2 separate regions of the Sus scrofa genome follow, and region 1 is linked to region 2. The links are chromatin contacts, called in public HiChIP or PLAC-seq maps. All regions are on one chromosome and are shown on one strand. The core of a region is the stretch at or near the end of the contact, and the rest is flanking DNA. Distances in the headings are between cores, read along the strand shown.

Evidence for each region. HiChIP or PLAC-seq counts read pairs in DNA pulled down with a chosen protein or histone mark.
Region 1: an H3K27ac HiChIP or PLAC-seq map of skeletal muscle shows a contact between it and region 2, with 12 times the contacts expected there. The contact joins two enhancer-like sites. A contact is called at or near these places in 1 of 47 Hi-C or Micro-C datasets (embryonic fibroblasts) and 1 of 2 datasets of contacts at active chromatin or transcription factors (skeletal muscle).

The regions. Positions count from the first base shown.
Region 1 is chr3:14,699,770-14,703,267 of Sscrofa11.1, reverse strand. The region is part of intron 5 of AUTS2 (AUTS2, activator of transcription and developmental regulator); the gene reads right to left. Among named protein-coding and RNA genes, the nearest start is that of GALNT17, 320 kb to the left of the region's middle. Within about 2 kb of position 1,572, at least 47 of the 83 cell types and tissues checked have an H3K27ac peak or open chromatin away from gene starts, as enhancers often do. A contact at or near this core is called in skeletal muscle, where this site is marked.
Region 2 is chr3:12,174,716-12,178,157 of Sscrofa11.1, reverse strand. The region is part of intron 4 of LOC102168016 (a long non-coding RNA gene); the gene reads right to left. Among named protein-coding and RNA genes, the nearest start is that of CASTOR2, 140 kb to the right of the region's middle. Within about 2 kb of position 1,452, at least 4 of the 83 cell types and tissues checked have an H3K27ac peak or open chromatin away from gene starts, as enhancers often do. A contact at or near this core is called in skeletal muscle, where this site is marked.

The DNA.
Region 1 (3,498 bases), core at 323-2,822, 2.5 Mb before region 2:
GGTTCTCTGGATCTTAATCTTTGGGATGTTTTCTTTTTCACTGTTTTTAGGAAAAAGTCTGCAATTCCTTACATTACCTGGAACATTTTCCTGCCCCCCCCCTTTATAATCAGCAGTTCGGCTAATGGAAACGTGCCGAGCCGAGACTTAGCTAGCGAGCAGATCCTCTCCTCTCCTTTATTTTTTTACCACGGGGGCACCTCTACATACTAACGACTTCAGGTTTTGCTCGCCATTTCGTTTCATCCCCCTCGCTCGGTTTCGGAGAGTGAGGGCGTGAAGTGGCTGCATCTAGAAAGGATAGAAAAACAAAGCTCCCTCTTGGCTGTTTTTTATGGGGGGGGGGTTAATACTGAAAAATTGCTAGACGCCGTAGTTGGTGTTTAAAGAAAAGTTAAATAAGTCAAAGAGATTGAAGGAAGGAACACGGAGAATGAGGAAAACGAATAAAAGCCTTCGGAGGAGCAGACAGGGGTGGGACGCAGCCTCTCCTGTTAAAGGTCCACCTTCATTCCCTTCGCTCGCGGACCCCGCGGACGGCCCTCCGCACCCGCACCCGCACCCGGAGGGGCTTTGCAACCAGAAAAGAGAAACCTCCCCGAAACTTGGGTGCGAGTTCTTTGCCCAGCGGCCGCGATCCCAGCCCAGCTCTCCTTTCGCTTCCCTGGGCACCGCGCGTGCGGGCCAGGATCCCGACCTCTGCGCGGGGAAGCGCTACCCCCGGCACCGGTAGCGAGCGCAGCGCCCAGAGCTCTAGCCCGAGCGGGTGCCAGGCCCCGGCCGGAGGCAGGCGCAGCCCCTCGGGGCGGCTCCGGTCCCCGGGCACGACCGCGTAGCTCCGGCCGCTCGCGCCGCCGCTCCCCGCCGGAGCCCGGCGGGCCAGGGGAGGAAAGTACAAAGGCGGGCGACCGGGCCGCGGAGGGAGGGCGGGCGGCGGGAGGGAGGAGGGGTGGCGGCGGGGGGTTCGGGCGCGCCAGACGCGAGGAGCTCGCCCCTGCCACCCCTGCCCGCCGGCCCGGCCGCCGCAACAAAAGACCCCCGGCCCGCCGCTCCCTCCCGACCACCGGCGGCAAGCGAGGGAGCCGCGCCCCCGGGGCTGCATTACCTGGTCGTAAAGGGTTAAGCAGTCCTGTCAGCCCCAAGTTCATGGTTTGGTTCCAGAGCAAGGCTCACGATGGGGGATCGTCAGAGACCAGGGGGAAAGCCAGCCAAACACACGAAGAGAAAACGCCCAACTCCGACCGGGCTCCGTCCGCGCGAGTCTCTCCTTTCCAGGTGAAAGTCTGAAAGCGGAGGCACGCCAACCAAATCCGTACGGGCGGCAGCTCCGGGGCGGCCGAGCGCCAGCGCCTGCACACATCCAGCGCGGCCGAGGCCAAGCGGGCGGCGGCGACGGGCGGGCGGCCGGGAGGGAGCGCCCAGCCGGCGCTCGCCCGCTGCCTCCGGGCGGCTCCGGCGGCGCGCGGGGCCGCGGGGCACGGCGGGGACCGGAGGGGCGTCCCGGGCGGGCCGGCGAGCGGGCGAGGCGGAGAGGAGCGGCCCGAGCCGCGGCCGCGGCGCGCGGAGCTAAGAGCGAGGCGGCGGCGGCGACAGGACAAAGGAGACCATGTGCGGAGGGGAGGAGGGAGAGGGAGGAGGAGGAGGAGGGCGCGCGGCGGCGGCGGCGGCGGCGGCGGCGGCTTCTCCCCGGCGGCCGCCTCGGGCTCCCCGACTGCCGCTCCCGCCTCTCCAGCAGCACCGCGGGCCGACCAGTCCCGGTCCCGGTCCCGCCGCCACCGCCGCGGCGCTGGAGGAGACGCTCTGGGAGTCTTTATTCGGAGCCGATCTCACTGGCGCGCGGCGCGGGCGGCGCTGCAGCGGCCGGGGCGCCGGGCGGGCTACGCGGGGCCGGCGGCGCCTCCCGGCCGGAGCTCGCGGGCGGACGGGCAGCGCCTAGGGCTGGCTCGGCTCCGGCCCGCGCTCCGCTCGCGGGCGCCTGCCTCTCCCGCCGGCTCGCCGCTCAAGTAAACTCCATCGGCCGCCGGCGCCGCGGGTTCCCTGGCTGGACGGGTGGCGGGAGGGGGCGGCGGCGGCACAGGGGCCCCTCGCTCCGGACTTCGCTCCCCGACTGCGCCGAGCGCGCCTCCTCCAGACGCTCGCAGCTCTCGGAGCGGGACTTCCTCGGCGCGCCGAGCCCGAGCCGCCGGTGCCGCCGCCCCTCCTCCGTCCCGCCCCGCGCGCCCCGCCCCTCGCCGCCCCTCCTCTCGGCCCCGGCGCCGGGTCGGCCCCGCGGGGGCGCAGTCCCCGGGCTCGGCCTCGACAGCTGTCGCTTCCCCCTCCCACCCCCGCGGCTCGGGCCCGAGGTCCCCACGGCCGCCTTCCCGGCGGGCGGGCGCGGCGGGCACTGCCGTGTCCTCCCCGCAGCTGCGGCTTCCACGACTGCGCCGCGGCAGGGAAAGGCCACTAGGCCCACAGGCTGGGGCTGTATTGCCACTAGGCCAGTCACATCTGCAGAGAGCCAGCTCTCAGGGTAGTTGTGATGAGAAATGAGAAAGTAAGTTATGGAAACCACCTGGCACATAGTAGGTGTTCAATAAGTACATTGTTGAAAATGGAGGCGGGGGGGGGGTGCGCAGCCAGAGTCTAGTATTCGAAGAAAGTACTTAATCCAACCTTATCCCCGCCTGGTCAAAGGCTGAACACAGCGGCTCAAGGATACCAGCGCATGAAGTGGCCGTTACAAGTGCCCCTCCCCTTAGTCCTCAAATCCACTGTCATTTATACACCTTCCATCCACAAATGTGGCGCTGGTTGTGACCGCCAGATGCAGGGAAAGGATTAAAGCAAAGCCACAGCCTCACTGAATGCACAATTACTATCATCCTAACATTTACCGTCATGTGTTCTCTAGCGCCCTGTGTAGCGCCTGCCCGAAAGGGGTGGCGGGGAGGGCGGAGGTGCTCAATGACCACAAACTTGGCCCCTAGTGGATGCCCCTGAGCAACACACGGGCAACCAGAGCGCCAAAGCTCCCTTCTGTCCAGTCTGGTGGGCCCCTGGCCAGAATTCTGGCCTCCTTACGCTACTACCCCAACCACAGAGGCCCTGCAAGAGTACCAGGCCATACCTGGGGGCAAGGAGACACCCCCCCCCCCGCAAACATCTGGAGTTTTCATTCCCCATCTGCAGCTTGGCAGGGTCCCTCCTTGGTGCATAGGAAAGGTTGCTGAGGTTTTCTCAGCACAGGGCAAACAGGCCAGCAGAGACCTAGGTTGCAACTGGGAGGGTTCTAGGGTAGAGCCAGTGGGTGAGAGCTCCTGATTTCCCTTCAGTGCCACGGTCACCTGGAGTGCTACTGGGAAAGAGGAAAAAGGGACAGGGCTGGGAGAGATGTACATCACATACAAATGACATGGAGACTGGTTTCAAGCAGCAATGTCCATTCCTCACCTCTTTGAAGTTGAACATCCATCTCTGCTTGATTTCACGGCCCTCTCGAGAAAACCTCTCCAGGGAAAA
Region 2 (3,442 bases), core at 203-2,702:
GACCTGGCACCTTCAGGGTCAGTTGCGAAGCTGAAGGGGTGGGAAGCAAAAAGTAGAGAGATGAGGCCGTGAAACTAGGCTCGGTTCAGATTGAGAAGAACTTGATAAACTGAGAGTTTGGATGTTACCTTGAACACAAGAGAGAGCTACGGAGGGGTTTCGAGGGAGGGCAAAGTAGACAGAGATCTAAATTTCCAAGCGTATAGGCTGGCTGTCGTGATAGGAGCAAATGGAAAGAGGACCAGCTGGAAATCTTTCCAGTAGCCTGGTCAAGAGAGGTAGAGGTCCTGAAATAGCACAGCGATGATGTGGAAGACATTTCTTTGGAAAGTTTAGAGGACCCTGTGGGAGATCGACTGGGTGGGGCAGAGAAAGAAGTCAGGGGCGATTTCAGATTTCTGGCTGGAGTGGTGCCATTCAAAAACCTGCCAGTGGCAACAGGAGCATGCATGAAGGTGGGGCAGAAAAAAAGTCCTCTTTGGTTCATTTTGGACAGTTCTGACCTGGCCCTTGGGACATCCCAAGGCCTGATTACATATCAGATGTTTGAAGATAGTTATATCATCTCAAGCTTCTTGCATGAATATTTGCTCTCCATTCCCATGATCCTCTGGTTTCCTCATTTCCAATAAAATCCAAAGGCACATCTGCACAATAGGGAGAGTCTGTTCTCCTGAACCCCACACTGAGGAAAGACGGACCCTGTGGAGGTCTTTCGTATTTTGTAGACGTCATTTTTAAAGATGACAACATCAGCATATCATGTTGAAAATATTCAAACACACGTAGAAGTCCAACGGATAATAGAGAAATCACCCATAACCCCATTTCTTAGCGAGATTATTAATATTTGGGGATATTCTCTTTCAATGTTTCTTCTATTCATGCATATTGGTTTTATCTGATTAATTTGTAGCATGAGCATTTTCCTAGGTCTCTCATATTTCCTGGAAAATATGCTTTTTTAAATGGCCAAATAGAGCCTGACATGGGTGTACTAAATTAAATTAATACCAATCATTAGACATTTAAGCCGTTTTCATGCATGTGTGTGTTTTGTTTCCTAGTTTGTTTTTGTTTCTGCTATTATAAAAACCTTATGTCAACCATGTTGTGTATAATTCTTGATATTCTTTTCTAATTCTTTCTTTCAGACAAATTACTGGAATGGTCCAAGGATTAAAAGATTTGAACATGTCCAAGGTTTCTGGTGCTTATGACAAAGTTCCTCTCCAGAGGGAGGAGGATGGTTTTGTTGAATCCTCCTGCCAACCGTGGAGGAATGTACGTGGCCACACTTTTTGGAACTTGAAATTTCTGGAAGATATTTGCTGATTATTTCTTGGTAGAAATCTGAAACTCATTCCTCCCCCAGGGATAGCCCTGCCCTGTGATTTGCAACTGGCCTGAGCTGGCTCAGCTGCCGCATATGCTATCATCACACACTGTCAACCAAATGGAACAAAACCTCCAGGGTCACTGGGGCTCTGAGCAAACACCAGAGAACAGTGGCTGGTCTCTTCTGCTTCCACAAGAACATGCTGCTTTAATAACACCCGAGAATGCTTTTGTGAAGTCCTGCTCTCCAGAACTTTCCCATCAGACCCAGGACCTGGCCAGCTATGTGGTCCGGGCCTGGCTTTCCTGAAATGTAATGACCGGCCAGCCCAGTCCCTGGCCATCTCTTCTGCCAGGTCCCCAAGCCCTATGCAAGGACCGTGGGGCATGCTACCCAACTGGCATCCAAGGAGCATGAACAGTATGCCTTGGCCCAGACCGTGGATGGACTCCCTGAGCAAGGGCTGGACAAGTTCCAGCTGACTGTGTGCAAACCAGCCCTCTCCAGCCCTTTCTATGAGATGCATGGAGTGTCCTCCTCGAAACCAGACTAACTGCTCAGTGGGGACCTGAGAGGGACAATGTAAGAGGATTTCAAGTCCAAGCAATATCAATTCCAAGTACAAATCACTGCAGAAGAGACTGGTCTGGACCTGGAGAGAAGGTCTCTGCTCCAGGCATGCTCCAGGCTGATTGGGCACCATGGCTCATCCAGCAGGGGAAGAAGCTGGCATGGGGAGGGGTCATGCATTCTTTGGACAGGAACACCTACCTCTTTTTAGAAGTAAACCCAGAAGGGGTGGCTGGTAGACAGTGGCACAACTAAGTAGAAGCAGGTAATACGTTACTAGGAGGACACATGACTAAGTTCAGGATAAAAGGCCAAAGACAAGGGGAAGTACTTCGTCTCAAACTTCATCTCATGCTGCAATTGTTAAGGAGAAAAGTGTTGAAGGCCAAACCAGAAATGGGTGATGAGGTGGAGGGAAGAAGAATTCAGGTGATACCGAGGGGGTAGAAGTGCTAGAACTTGAGGACTGGGACATTCAGGTGGAGACAGCTAATAGACTCCAATTTCCTCAACTGACAATGACAATCACAGGTCCTAGTACAAAGGGACTTTGTGAATCAAGTCAAATGGTGTGTGCAAATGCTTAGAACAGTATCTGGCTCAGTCAAACTCATTAAAAATTAGGTCCTAAAATACTATTTACAATAGCCAAGAGGTGGGAGCAACCTAAATGTCCATCAACAGGTGAATGGATAAAGAAGATGTGGTATATACATACAATGGAATACTACTCGGCCATAAAAAAGAATGAAAGAATGCCATTTGCAGCAACATGGATGGACCTAGAGATTATCACACTAAGTGAAATAAGTCAGAAAGACAAACACCATATGATATCACTTACATGCAGAATCTGAAAAATAGTACAGGAGTTCCTGTTGTGGCTCAGCAGGTTAAGAACCCAACATTGTATCTGTGATGATGCAGGTTAAGTCCCTGGCCTCAGTGGATTAAGTGCCTGGTGTTGCTGCAATGCAGCATAGGTCACAGATGCAGTTCAGATCTGGCATTGCCATGGCTATAGCATAGGCCAGCAGCTGCAGCTCCAATTTGTCCCTTAGCCCAGGAACTTCCATATATGCTGCAGGTGCAGCCATAAAAAGAAAAAAAAACTGTAATGGAAAAGGATTGATAAAAATATATAAATGCATATGTATATATATTTTCATATAACTGAGTCACTTTGCTATACACCTGACACTAACACAATATTATAAATCAACTATACTTTCAATTTAAAAAAAAGATTAGGTCCTAAAATAGGTATGACTTATAACAAGATCATCATTACATAAGCCGGTCAAGGCCAAACATAGTCAGGAATCAATCAGGAATCAACACACAGATGTCAGGTCAAGCCACTGAAATAGACAGAATTGCCCAAGCAAACATCCACAGTGAGAAGATAGAAGTACGGGACACAAATGTTAGGGACACTGATACTAAGGAGCTGCCTCAGTGGGATTTGTAAAGAAGAGTGAGAAAGGGCAGCTCCAGTTGAACCAGGAGGGAAGATGTCAGAAGTGCCAAGTA